Linked DNA regions of Macaca mulatta: all the other regions are linked to region 2. Evidence: chromatin contacts called from public Hi-C data. All regions are on one chromosome and are shown on one strand. Each heading gives the region's core, a stretch centred on a gene start, on an enhancer-like site or on the middle of the called end of the contact. The rest is flanking DNA. Distances are from core to core; before and after follow the strand shown.

Evidence for each region. A called contact is a pair of places that touch in the nucleus more often than the background predicts.
Region 1: a contact with region 2 is called in a Hi-C map of fetal cortex germinal zone, with 2.5 times the contacts expected there. The contact joins the enhancer-like site here to the promoter of GADD45G in region 2. A contact is called at or near these places in 2 of 14 Hi-C or Micro-C datasets (fetal cortex germinal zone and liver).
Region 3: a contact with region 2 is called in a Hi-C map of fetal cortex germinal zone, with 1.9 times the contacts expected there. The contact joins the enhancer-like site here to the promoter of GADD45G in region 2. A contact is called at or near these places in 2 of 14 Hi-C or Micro-C datasets (fetal cortex germinal zone and liver).

What each region holds. Positions count from the first base shown.
Region 1 is chr15:120,425,818-120,430,212 of T2T-MMU8v2.0, reverse strand. No RefSeq gene overlaps it. Among named protein-coding and RNA genes, the nearest start is that of GADD45G, 150 kb to the right of the region's middle. Within about 2 kb of position 1,457, at least 10 of the 40 cell types and tissues checked have an H3K27ac peak or open chromatin away from gene starts, as enhancers often do. A contact at or near this core is called in fetal cortex germinal zone, where this site is marked.
Region 2 is chr15:120,272,395-120,276,842 of T2T-MMU8v2.0, reverse strand. It overlaps GADD45G (growth arrest and DNA damage inducible gamma), which reads right to left and starts at 2,921. Exons shown (of 4, transcript NM_001193910.1): 1 at 2,765-2,921; 2 at 2,407-2,508; 3 at 2,060-2,273; 4 at 1,378-1,971. The coding sequence starts at 2,817. The coding sequence ends at 1,861.
Region 3 is chr15:120,453,590-120,458,081 of T2T-MMU8v2.0, reverse strand. No RefSeq gene overlaps it. Among named protein-coding and RNA genes, the nearest start is that of GADD45G, 180 kb to the right of the region's middle. Within about 2 kb of position 2,076, at least 5 of the 40 cell types and tissues checked have an H3K27ac peak or open chromatin away from gene starts, as enhancers often do. A contact at or near this core is called in fetal cortex germinal zone, where this site is marked.

The sequences.
Region 1 (4,395 bases), core at 208-2,707, 150 kb before region 2:
ACTAATCCCAGACACAAGAGACCTGGCGGACATTCTCAACCGTAAGCAAACAATGAAGTGGCCTGGAACCATGTGCCTCGCTCTGTGCTCACTCCACCCCGCCTGACCAGGGGGAGACGCAGACAGGAAGGCACAGGCTCACCTGCGGTCTTGCAAGAGCCAACCATAGGCTCTTTCCTCAGGGAACAGGGCCCAGCAAGGGCGTGGCACTAAGCTTGCTCTAGTTGGCAAAACTCCACCAACCTTCAACACACACTGTCCTCACCTCACCTCCAGCCCAGTCAGCATAACCTTTAAACCACAAACTTTGTCAGAGGTTACACACACAGCACACAGGCCTGGCTTGCCAGGAAGGGACAGGCAGCAAGCCAGTGGCTTTTGCCAGCAGTCCCAGCCAAACCTTTGTGACAGGACACTGTAGAAAGTGACTCCTGGGACACAATAGATAGTATGGTAAGGGTACAAGTGAATTGATGCATTGAAGGGCTATTTTGAGTCCTGGGGATGCAGAGATGGAGAGACCCCCTGAGAAGCTTGCAGCCGAGAGGGAAAACCTCACCAACAGACCATTGCAACTGGCACCAGTGAGCACCACCAGGCATGCATGTGCCCTGGGACATCAGAGCACAGAGGAAAGAACACACATAAGGTGGTCAGGGGAGGCTTCCGGAGAAGGTGCGGTTTGCATTGTGGGTGCCCTGCTAGCCTGACCTTGGGTCTCTGTTTTCCCACACAGCTGCAGGCTCTACCGCAATGCCGGGCTCTGCCTGAGAACGCTCCCTGCACACTCCACTCAGCCTAATCTCAGGGTGGGTTTGGGAATTGATTGAGAGCCACCCTGGGCAACAGAGCTAGTGATGGGGGGCGCTGCGGAGGTCAGAGGGTAATCTCCCCAGCTTCTTAGCCTCCAGAGGGGACAACACCAAAGCCGGTTCTGCACTTGCCCCCGAGGTCTCCAGGGACTGTGCCCCAGTGTCCAGTGGTGACAGTTCATCACATACAGCATGTACTTCCTACAATTGCCAGCACTTCCTGGAATAACTTCAAGAGGAAACCCTTGGAATCAAATGAAACCCTTGAATGGAACTTGTTGCAGGAACACAGGTTACGGAGGAGGGAACCCCCAGAAGAGAGTGAGAGTGTCAGATGTGGGTGGAGCCCCAGCGTACACAGTCCTCGCATATGGAACAGCATCTGGTATATGAGAAACAGCTCAGGGCTTCTCCACAGCCGGGGCTGTGTGACTGAGAAGTAGGCAAAGGGCACGTCACAAAGAGGCTGGTGTGCACGCTGCCATTTCACCCATGTGTATTACGAAAGCATCCATCCAAAGATGTGTGCAAGGAGGCACATAGCAGCTTTGTTACTCACGATTGCCAGCTGGAAAGCATCCAGGCATCCATCAACAGCGCGGCACCCCCTCTGTATGCTGGAACACTCCTCAGCAATTAAAAGGAACCAACTGCAGATGCATGCAATCGGCCACACAGATGAATCGAGGAACCGGAAGCGTGCATACTCCACGATTCCGTTTATACGAATTCCCAGAAAAGGCAAAGCTAAGCTATGTTGATAAAATGCTGCCAGTGTTACCTTTGGGGAGTTGAAGGTGGGGATTAGCTGGGAAGGGGCAGAAGGGAACTTTCTAGGGCAATGGTGATGCTCTATATCTCTACAGAATTTGGATTATGGAAGCGGATGCATTTGCCTAAATACATCGGATTGTTCTGTTAATGTATGTTCATGTCATTGAATGACAATCTGACCCCTTCTCCCAAAAAAAGAACTATTAACAGATACTGAAATCTAGTCAATAACATTCATGCTAAAGTGTTGGGGTGGCGTGTATTGGTATCTGAAACTTCCATGCAATGCATTAAAAAAATGAGATGGACACGGGTGATAGGGTGGAGAGATGGAGAGGTGTGGCAGAGCAAAGATAGTAAAAGGTTAATCATGGGATCCAGGTGTCAGGAGGATGGGTGTTCACTGTACAATTATGTCAGCTTTTCTGCATGTTGTAAAGTGTTTACAATAAAATGTTGAGAGAAAAAAGGAAATAAGGTGCCGTGCCAATATCAAGACTGAAACACATTGCAGCAGAGGCACGGGGGCTCCTAAGGGTGGGTGACACCATTACATGGATGTTGAGAAGGGCTAGGGAGGAACCAGATTGGTGTCATGCAAAATGGTTATGAACACAACAGTTAGCAAGCTGCCTTGCACTTCACTGAGGAGGAGCGTCAGTGAGATAGGTGTGGCTTCTGGAGACTCCCAAAATGCAGGGGTGCCAGGACCCAGGGGCGAGGAGTCAGGGTGACACCTGGTTCCTGGCTTGAGTTGCCCGTGGATGTGGCCTAGATCCTGAGCTTTAGATGGTGCAGCTCTGGGCGTCTACAGGACAGGGTGGCCTGCCCCTGAGCCTTCAGCCTCTGTTAGTGACTGTCCACTGGAAGTGCTTAAATACCCAGAACTTCGGAACTTAAATACCCAACACTCAGAGCCAAGCGCATGTCTTCTCCCTGACAGTCCCAGGAATGGCCTGGTGAGAAGGAGGTGGGGGGAGGGAGAACTGGTTGCCTACCTGTTGTACTGAGCTTGCCTTGCCCAGAGCTCCTCTGCAATGCCCTTGCCCTCCCACCAGCAGCACCCACTTTTCCTAAAGACCAGCTTCAACTGAGGACCTTACAAGTCTCGTGTCCATGCTCTGTGCTCCCCTTTCCTATGGGTGGGGATTCCCTGAGGATGGGATGCTGTCCATCCTCAGTTGGGCCTCCATTATTACTTCAGGGGAGTCAGGCAGGCCACCAGCCACGGCTCATTCCAATGGGAGAACCTGGCCACCTACCCAAAGGTGCACCCACTAGCAGGCGGGCAGGCTGGAATCCAAGGCCAGTGTAGGTGGACTGTAGAACTTGGACTTTTTCTGCTACTTCCTTGTGATGGCAAGCAGTGGGAGGAAGAGGAAATACACGGCAATTTATTACTTGCAAATGAGAACTTCCCCAGGATACTGAAACCCAGGACAAGGGTGTGGTTTCAGATGCTCTGGGCGTTTTGTCATCTGTGTGATTTTTCCCTTTCACTGGCAAAGGTGAGAATGTGTCAATCAATTATACAATGCAAAAAAGAGTCACTGGGAGAATAAGACCCTTTTAAAAAACAATGGATTCGCATACTGGCACGATTTTCCAAAGTGGTATATTCAATTCTTTTAACATAAATGTTTTTCCAGCTCTCAGTGTGGAGGGCACCGGCTGCCCACGACCACAATGACTTCCCAAGTATACTCTGGTGAAATGCCTGCTGGACTCTCTGTCCCGGCTGACCCACACCGGAGCCTCCTCCCTGGCCAGTTGAAAGAATGTGCTGGAAGGAGCCATCAGACCGACCCACAGAACAGCTTGAACCTAGAGACTACATGTAGCAGGGGTTAGGGAAATCCCCAGCTTTAACAAAAGAAACTGAAGACAGTGAGCTACTCGAGGGCCCTGCAGAAGGATCACAGGCTGTGTCTGAAGACGGACATGCCTGAAAGAACCCTGGATGTCCCCATTCTGCTCAAGGAGACAACATGGCCCAACGCATGGATGCCTGGCTTCTGAATCCAGGCACTCTGGGTCCAGGTTTCAGTTCCCCGCCCTTACCAGCTCTGTGAGCACACCTCAGTTACCTCATCTGTGCCATGGGGACAGTAACTGCACTCCCCTGTGTGGTGGTAGAGACCCAGTGGACCCTACACATAAGGTGTGCTGCACGCAGCCTACTCTGAGACAGCGCCCAATGCATGCTGGTACCACTGTCCATGTCCCCACAGATGAGAAGCCATAGAGTCACAAAGCCAACAGGAATCCAATCCAAGTCTCTGGGGATATCCAAGCCTACAATTGTTCTAGCTTCATAATTGCCAAAACTGTTCCCATCCACGTTCTCTACTGCCTGTGAAGGAGGTCCCAGGGCAGCTATGAATATTGGCAGAAAAAAAAACCAACACATCACCAATTATAACCCTAATGACTTCTCTAAATAAACGAGGGGCTCAGTAATCCAGGGGTTGCAATACGGGTGTCCAAAAGAATGCAACCTTTGATTTTCACAGACGTGATGCTGTGCTCAAGGAGCCAGACTCAAACAGATGCACCCTGCATGTTGCAATGATATACCTTCTAAGATAGACCAAAGTCAGCTACGGTTTCAGAGATAAGGATGGTGACCAGGCTTGGAGGGTTAGCACCCAGAGGGAGCCTCTGGGGGCTGATATTGTCATTTCTTGGGCTGACAACACGTGGGTTCACCTTGGGAAAATTCACCATGTTGTTCTATCCTGGTGTGTGCCTTTTCCATGCGGAAGAGGTATTTCAATAAAAAGAGTTCCCCTAAAATGCAATGATCCCC
Region 2 (4,448 bases), core at 1,672-4,171:
ACAGGAGGGTCTGCCTAACTGCTCTGTATAATGTTCTGCTGAATTTACTCATTTAAAGTAATCATGTCTACTTTGTGTTTCCAATAGCATGTTCTGGTCATTTTGCGGGAACACAGACTGGTAGGCCCACCCCAAGACTACCTCAATAAGAAAACCTTAAGACTTCAAGCAGCAAATAGGTAAAATAGTCATGAAAATTGGGCACAAACACAACTGAACTTTTTATCTGGGCTTTTGTCCCATTGAGCAGCAGATGTTTTTAGGAGCTGATAAAAGGAAAACAGGATGCTTTCATGGCAAGAAGAGTAATTCAGTAGTTTTCCTGTTGCCTCAAGAATGCTCCTGTAATTTGGAGAGAATTTTAGGAAGTGGCACTCAACAAGGTAAATCAGCCACCCCAAGGACTGAAGACAGCACACCACGCGTCCTTTTCCCAGAAGGCTCGGCCTGCTTGGCAGCCTAGCTGAGAGCACAAGGGCCCCACATGTATTTCCCCAGATGAAGCAACTAGTTAGACACAGAACCAACTCAAGCCATACTGTCTCATAAAAAAAGATTGATTCGATCAGGACATTTCCCCCTCCTTCCTTCTTAAAGAAAGTCTTGGCTTAAAATATTTAATTTTTTTTTTCCTATGAGTCTTTAAACGGAATTGTGAATAGCAGCAATCCTCGTAACTCTGATGTGGGCAGAGAACACTCAAAATAGTAGATAGCAGATGCCAGGCCCCCTCAGAATTGCTCATGCCTATTTATATAGATGCTGCCTTCCAATTTTTTCTCAGATCTTCCAAGTTCGATCACAGCCATGACAAAGTAATGACTCATACTTAAATGCAGTCATCAATGTCATATTTGGTATTAATACCTTTGTAGCATTGCTTTTTGTCAGAGCATCTAAGAGGAAAAAGTCCCCAAGAGCAGGAGCAGCCTGCCACCGTCCTCAGGGACCACAAAGGGCAGGGCCTGCAGAAGGCAATGCTCATTGTGCAGGAAAGCCTGCGGCCTCCGGCAAGCTGTTCTGATAAGCAGCTGTGGGAGGGAGGGGGAGGAGGGCCGAGGGAGGGGGAGGGGAGGCAGAGGTCACTGTTATCGCCTTGGAAGGCAAGACTTCAGCTGCTGCACTGATGTCTTTTCTCAAGTATGCTCCTGTTTTGCAAGTTTAAAATCTTCCTAAAAGGAGAAAAGTAGGAGCCAGGCTCAAGTTCTACCCTAGCACTGGGCAGCATGCCCTCCCTCTGCCAGCGCGGAGGAGCCTGTCATTCTTGCCCGACAGGAAGACGGAACAGGTGCCATCAGTTCCACGGAGTTCCAGCAATCCTCTGAAACCCTGCGCACCACCTCCCCCGACACAAAGATCCCCTACCCTCAATAAAGAGCATAAGTTTGTTTCAAAAAGTTTATTGTAAAATTCAAAGCTTCAACAGCAGCATCCTTTAGAAAACGAAGCATTGCCCGGATCCGTTTTGAAAAAGCAGCGCAGTTGGCTAAGTCCTTCACGCTCCTGCAACTGTACCAAGTCCAGGGCGCCGCTCCTTCCTGCCGAGCGCAGGCTGCTGAGTCACGCCTGCCCGGCCAGTCTGTCCTTCCTGGCCCTGAGGCCAACGTCCTAGCCTAGGCCTTCCTGGGCGAGCAGCCGCTCCAGACACTTGCAGAGTCCTCAGCTCGGGCCAGCCTGGCCCTGCCGCCGCCGGGCCCCTCCTCGAGAGGCCGCGCCTCCTCACTCTCCAGGCGCCCCCCCCGCCTGCCAGTCTCCACGCCGCACTCGGGCACCCTCGGAGGGCCCCTCCACAGAGCCAGCCGCGCTCTAGGCGCCCCGGGGCGTCACCACGTCGATCAGACCAAGGTCCCCGCCGGGCTGTCACTCGGGGAGGGTGATGCTGGGCACCCAGTCGTTAACGCTGCGGCTCTCCTCGCAAAACAGGCTGAGCTTCTCCAAGGCGGGATCCTTCCAGGCGTCCTCGTTGGGGTTCTGCTGAGAAAGAGCAGGGTCAGCCTGGCTGGCCGCGGGCCGAGGCGGGAACTACACCGGGGCGGGGACCGGACGGGGCTGTACTCACCGAAATGAGGATGCAGTGCAGGTCGCCCGGCGCGCCCGCCTCCTCGCCGGCGCCCACGATAGCCGCCAGCCGCTGCACATCGCCCACGCGCACTATGTCGATGTCGTTCTCGCAGCAGAAAGCCTGGATCAGCGTAAAATGGATCTGCAGCGCGATGTCGCCCTCGTCCTCCTCATCGGCAGCCAGCACGCAGAAGGTCACATTGTCGGGGTCCCTGCGAGGGCAAGACGGGGACCAAGGTCAGAACCGGCAAACCAAGTTCTCCCGCAGCCACCCCTCCCATCCGCCGGTCTCTTCGCCATTCATCCCCGCCCCTGTCTCCCAGCCTGGGTCGCGTCTACACTTACACGTTCAGGACTTTGGCTGACTCGTAGACGCCGGCAGTGAGGCAGCCCTGACGCTGCGCGGACAGCAGCAACTCGTGCAGCGCTTTCCCGGCACCCTGCATCCTGCGGAGGAGCCAGCTAGTGAGCGGGAGACGGCCGTGGGGCGCGGTGGAGCCCCGAGCCCCGGCCACGGGGATTCACCCTTGGCTCTCCAACTCCAACCACACTCCAATCCCGGCTTGGCGCCCGCACCCCGGCTCTCCAACCCGGATCTGACGCCCGCACCCCCGGGCTCGGCTCCTATCCCGCGGATTCCCACCCTGGAGAACCCTGACGGTCGCCGACTGACCAGCCGCTTTCTCAGCGCCCTGAAACCCACCTGTCTGTGCTTTCCGGAACTGTGTCCTGGCCGCGGACTTCTTCCAGAGTCATAGTGCGATCAAACAACAGCAAGTTATCCACAAGCGGAGAGCGCGGAGGGGACGCGGGCGAACACCCTGAGACCAAGAGCTCAGCACGGCGCGCCCACCACCAGCGAGTGCGCCCGGGCTACGCTGCGCGTCCTTATATAGGCGGATGGGTGCGGCGCCGCCAGCTGGCGCGAGGCTGCCCGCCTATTGGCCGGCACCCGCTTTCTGATGTAAATGAGACCGCGAGCCCGCGGCTCGTGCCAGAAGGCCACGTGGGGAGGGGTGCGGGGGATGACAATGCCTCAAATCTGCCGCTTTTGTTGGGGTGTTACCAGGCAGACTGGAGCCTGCAGATTTCATCTCGCCTGGCTTTCTTTTTTTTTTTTTTTTTTTTTTTGAAGTCCTTAAAAGGAAAAAGTAAAAAAAAAAAAAGCCAATCCACAAAAACCTTGTTTGCTAATATGATGCTGCAATTTGCGAAAAGCACCTTTATAGAATCAAAAGGAATTTTATTTCCATTTTTTATTGCTACCTTTCTATTTGTTTCTTTTCTTTAATTTGAAGTTTATGAGACTGTTGCATTGGAGCAGGAAATTAAGGTAAAAACAGGTAACGCCAGTTAAAGGCTTGCAAAAGGCAGTGGGCACAGCCCCCTGCAGCTGACCACTAGCGTCCGGAGCGCGCTGGTAATGCCTGCCAGGCATACTCAATGTGTACATTGAGTAGTCGCTGGAAGATCCTACCCCACCTCCCCGCCCTTGGCCGAGAGCAGCGGGGCGCCGGAGAAGGGGGCGGGCAGGGGCGAGCAGATTGCGGCCGGCGCACGCCGCTCGTTTGCATTTCTATGGAGGGCGCACAATAGCAGAGGTCTGGCGTGTGGCGGTTTGCAGTAGGGACAATCGAGGCTTTCTCTTCATAGCAACACTGTCCACCTGCCGCCGGGTGGGGTGGGCAGGCCCCCGCCGCGCGTGGGGGTCGCCGGGCTGCCTGGCGCGTGGGGTCGAGGCTGAGTGCCACTCCGTGGTCCCTGAGTACGCGCCGCCTGTACTGGCCCTGCTACATGTAATTCCCTTCCACCCGTTCCTCGCACGGGTGCCGAGCAGCCGCGCGAGTTGGGAAGCACAGAGAGCTGCTGCGCAGTCTTCGCGACTGGACGCCCTCTGGCCGGGACCCCGCGGCTGCGGCCCTTGGAGCTTAGGGGATGTAGTTCGGAATCTGTTTCCCGGGGCGCCATCTACAGGCAGGTTAAAAAGATCCTGAATCCCTTTTCTCCTCCCCTCCCCCAACACACACACCCTTGCATTGGCCTGGTGCGGGGGAAGGGCGGTGGAGGGGGTCGGCCACGGAGCTGCCGGGCCGGGGCCACTGAGCCCTGTCCAAGCTGCGCATTAATAGGAACCCCAGTAAGGGCTGCAAAACGCATTCAGGTGGGGCTGCAGTTACCCTGGGGAGTAGAGGGCAAAAGGAGATTCCCATCCAGTACTGATGGAGTAAGAGCCCCTACGTCTTATGCCATGTTGAAATATTTTAATTACTTAAATACGCATATGTAAAAAGCCTTTTTTCCAGCAATAGAATAAAAGTCTGGATCTTGAGAGAGTTTAATAGGCTAGAGGTTGCTGCCGCTTGACCATACACGCTGGCACTTTCAGA
Region 3 (4,492 bases), core at 827-3,326, 180 kb before region 2:
ACTCCTGACCTCAAGTGATCTGCCCACCTTGGACTCCCAAAGTGCTGGGATTACAGGCGTGAGCCACTACACCCAGCCAATACTTGGTAACTTTTACCTAATGTGTGCCACATTTTGCATTCTCAATCCTGGTTATCTGTATAATTATCCAGAAAGTTGCACAAATTCCAAAATCTCCACCACTATAAACTCTCGCCTCAGCATCAGCCCATGCCTAGCCAGCCACAAGAATATTTTATCCAGTTGCAGAAATGCCAACTCTCCTGCTCACTCCACCACCGAACCAGCTTCATAGCCTCCCATATTCCAACTTCCCTCCCAATGAGTTTTCCACTCTGTCATCGAAGTCCCATCTCTAACAAAAATATGACCATGCATTAAAACACCTCTAATTTTTAAAAAAAGTCAGTGTTTTTCCCTTGCTTGCTTGCAAATATCATAAATGTGCATACTCCTTTTAAGAGAAAAAATAATATTCTTAAATCTTTAGCGTTGCCTCAAATTATATCATATCATTAGTGTTATTCTTATTTGTATTTAAGTACATTCAAATGAAAACTATATATAAGTACATTATTCTCATACTCTTACTTAGCTATAAAAACAAATATAATTTCAAACAAATACAAACAAAACTACAAAACCAATATCATATTAAAGTCATTTATTTAATGTGAACGATGACGTTGTTTTATTCTAAATGACTGATAATAAGGATAAAAATGTGGCTTCAGGTCCAATTCTATATTTAATGTTTAGCTTTATTTGTTAATAATAATACCATTAAGAATGCTTGGTAAATGAAAGAATAATAAGCTCTTGAAGGTTTTGTTCATTAGTTTTCAACAATCACATCTCGTAGTTAGCCAAACATGCCAGTCACCCATCCTCAAAAATCACTTTTATTGAAATGTTAGTTGATAAATTAGTCAAGTTGATTTGTTCACTTGAAAATACAATAGCCATTTTGCTGTTACTTAAATCTACATTAGATTTCTAAGATAATTATTTCTGCAAGTAAAATAAAAAATTCTTCAATAGTGTCTCCAACACTTTCTGCTAATAAACCATTATGAGGTAACAAGACAAGACAGGCTGTGCCAAGAACATCCATTCACAACGTGACTACGACATGACAAATGAGACAAGTTCTATGGATGCCGACAGCCTGATTACCTTGTTCAAGGTGATGACTTTATTTTCACCCTCCTCTTCTCCTTTCAAACTACTGTGAAGCCTCTTCATGACATCACTGTGCCTTCCTTGGCATGGAAGCAATTCTCAATAGAAAATGCCTATGGCGCTGGAATCAGGTGAGTGTGGTCTCCTGTCCCCTTGGTCTGAGCTGGCTCTCCAGATGATGCAGAATAGACTTGTAATACTTCATTTTAAAATATCACCGGTATTAAAAACTGGAAAGAGCACACAGATTTCTAAGAGTAGATCCATGGGTGGTCTGCAGTATTCCACACAGCTCAGTTTGAGAAACGCTGATTTATGGGATAAATTCCAAGGCCTTAAATGCACTGGACATGGCTCATCTCAAATCAGGGCGAATTATCTATTCTTTTTCTCATCTCCTCCATCTTCCTGAGCATTCCTCTGCTCCTAACACATTGCCTTTCTCACTGGCCATCAAATGCCAGTTCCTTTGTAAATGCTGTAGGTTTAAACCTCCTTCCACTTCCGTTTGCCCAAACACATTTACTCATCCACTGAGATGCTTCAGACCCACTCAGTGATGCTCCCTGTTTCCCCCACAGCCCAAAGCAGCACAAGCGATTCCATCCAAGTGTCCACGTCGCCATTCCAGCATCTGGCAGGTGATATCATGCCAATCAAGTCTCCAGTCTTTCATCTCACTAGAATGCCAGCTATTACAAAGATGAAACTGCGTCTTAATCAGTTTTCATTTCACTGTGCCTAATACAGTTCCTAGAAATGGTAGGAAATATAAATGTGTAATGAATGGAAAATAATGAAGACATAAAAGCACTGGAACTGGAGTATGCAAATGAAGGACTGGGATCTGGCTTACGTTTCTCAGTTGTTAGAACAGTAAGCAAGTTCTTTAACATGCATGAGTCTCAGCTGCAAAGCAGGAATGGCAGTGCCAAGCTTTCCCATGTCACAATGAAGCTGCGAGACGCACAGTCAACTAGACATGGTGCGCGTGAAGCATTCCTAGAGCTAACTGTAGAATGCTAAAAATGAAAAAAAAGAAGAAAGAAAAAAGAAAAGAAAAAGATTATTGCAACCATAGCACTATAGGGCTTCTCAAGCACGTTTGCATCTGAGCATGAGGTTTAAATTTGGACTGAGATGAACAGTGGCACTTGAAAACAATTTTCAACTTTTTTTTCCAGATAATTTAAAGATCAGATAGTTTCCAGCTAAAAATCCTAATCCATCTATAGCTTTGTATCAGAATATACCTCTATACCGGTGTATGTTCTATACGTGGTACAAATAATTTTTCATTTCAGTTGGTATAATTCTGGATAGAACCCAAGAACACTCACAGCCACGTGATTCTATGAACAAAACACACCCAGCACACAGATAATAGAGTGAAGCCCATGGTGTCAACTGAGAGATCAAGTGGCAAAAGAGGTCAGTGGACCCAGACATGAGTTTCAGGTCTGGCTTTGCCACGTTTTCACTGTGTCACTTCAGGCGCATTAATTAATGTCTCTGAGCTTCAGCTTTCTCATCTGTGTCAGCCTTGCTGGGCTATCATGACAATTACAAGAGGCAGTGCATATTGTCTATCTCAAAAAAATGTCTATTTCAGTGAGACGATGTATCAGATACAGGAGGATAATCTCATTCAATTAGCGGGGACCTGTCTTCCTGGACAAGTTCCTTGGAAAGCCAGTGGAAGAGGAAAGACCTCCATGGGGCAGGGCTTCCGTGAGTGTCCTGTGTCTTGCTAAGTGGAGTACCAAGCTGAAGGCAGGGGTCGGACATTAGCTGGATAATAGGGAAAATCTTGAGAAATTTATCCAGTGAAGGAAAGGGAACAATTTGGCTAACAAGACGGCAGAATTCTTTATTAAGAAATGTAAGCATTTGGCTGGGCGCAGTGGCTCACGCATGTAATCCCAGCACTTTGGGAGGCTGAGGCGGGTGGATCACCTGAGGTCGGGAGTTTGAGACCAGCCTGGCCAACATGGTGAAACCCTGTCTCTACTAAAAATACAAAAATTAGCCAGGTGTTGTGGCGGGCCCCTGTAATCCCAGCTACTCGGGAGGCTGAGGCAGGAGAATCACTTGAATTCGGGAGGCAGAGGTTGCAGTAAGCTGAGATTGTGCCACCACACTCCAGCCTGAGTAACAGAGAGAGACTCCATCTCAAAAATAAATAAAGAAAATAAATAAAGAAATAGAAATATTTAACCACAATCTTTACGAGGTGTTATTGCTGATAAGTAATATAAACTCTTTCCTTGGCTTTCCCAAAAATTGTTAGGAGAAGTTTGTACCCCCTTCTTCTGAAATAGCATTTGGAAAGGCTGAAGGTAGGGCTCACTACCAGAAATTAGATTTCAAGCCCATCCCACCTGTGCACAGGATGAACGCGTGAGACCTACCTGGCTTTATTCTTTCCCATCAAATCATCAGTATGAAATTTTTCTCCAGTGGGCACTTGGGTGTCCCTTCTGCCGCCAGCCTCCTCTCTTCTCTACTTCCAGGAGACCGCCTCATCCTGCTCCTATCGACCCCATTCCCACCCTGAGGTTTCCACCACTGAGGTCAACTTTAGGCGGGTACTTTCCATGTAGGGCCATCTGCTAAACACACAGGTCTTCAGTTAGAAAGGCTGGCTGTTTCCCGTGGCTTAACTTTGATGTATTAATATGTTACCTGTCTCAAGACCCTTTCAAGAGGAGGAGAGAAAGGGGAGGAGGAAGAATAAAAATCCCCTACTAGCGATGTATCTCTTTTTTTTTTTTTTTTTTTTTTTTTTTTGAGACAGAGCTTCACTCTTGTTGCCCAGGCTGGAGTGCGGTGGTGTGATCTCGGCTCACCACAACCTCCGCCTCCCAGGTTCAAGCGAGTCTCCTGCCTCAACCTCCTGAGTAGCTGGGATTAAAGGCATGAGCCACCACGCCTGGCTAATTTTATATTTTTAGTAGAGACAGGATTTCTCCATATTGGTCAGGCTGGTCTCGAACCCCTGACCTCAGGTGATCCGCCCACCTCGGCCTCCCAAAGTGCTGGGATTACAGGAGTAAGCCACCGCGCCCAGCTTGTGATGCATCTCTTACTAATGCTGTGCAAGCTTGTGGTCATCTGGGAGACTGCTTGGTGGGCCTGGAGCTGTAGCAAGGGCTGCATTGCGATGCCCTCACAGGCTAGAGGCCACTGTTGTTATTGTTTTATCAGTGCTATAACCCTGCTGATGTTGGTACAATGAACCTGCAGCTTGGAAGCGGCCCTTTTTCCTTAGAGTCCCAGCCTTGAAGTTTTCCCGGGAAGGTATCAGGGC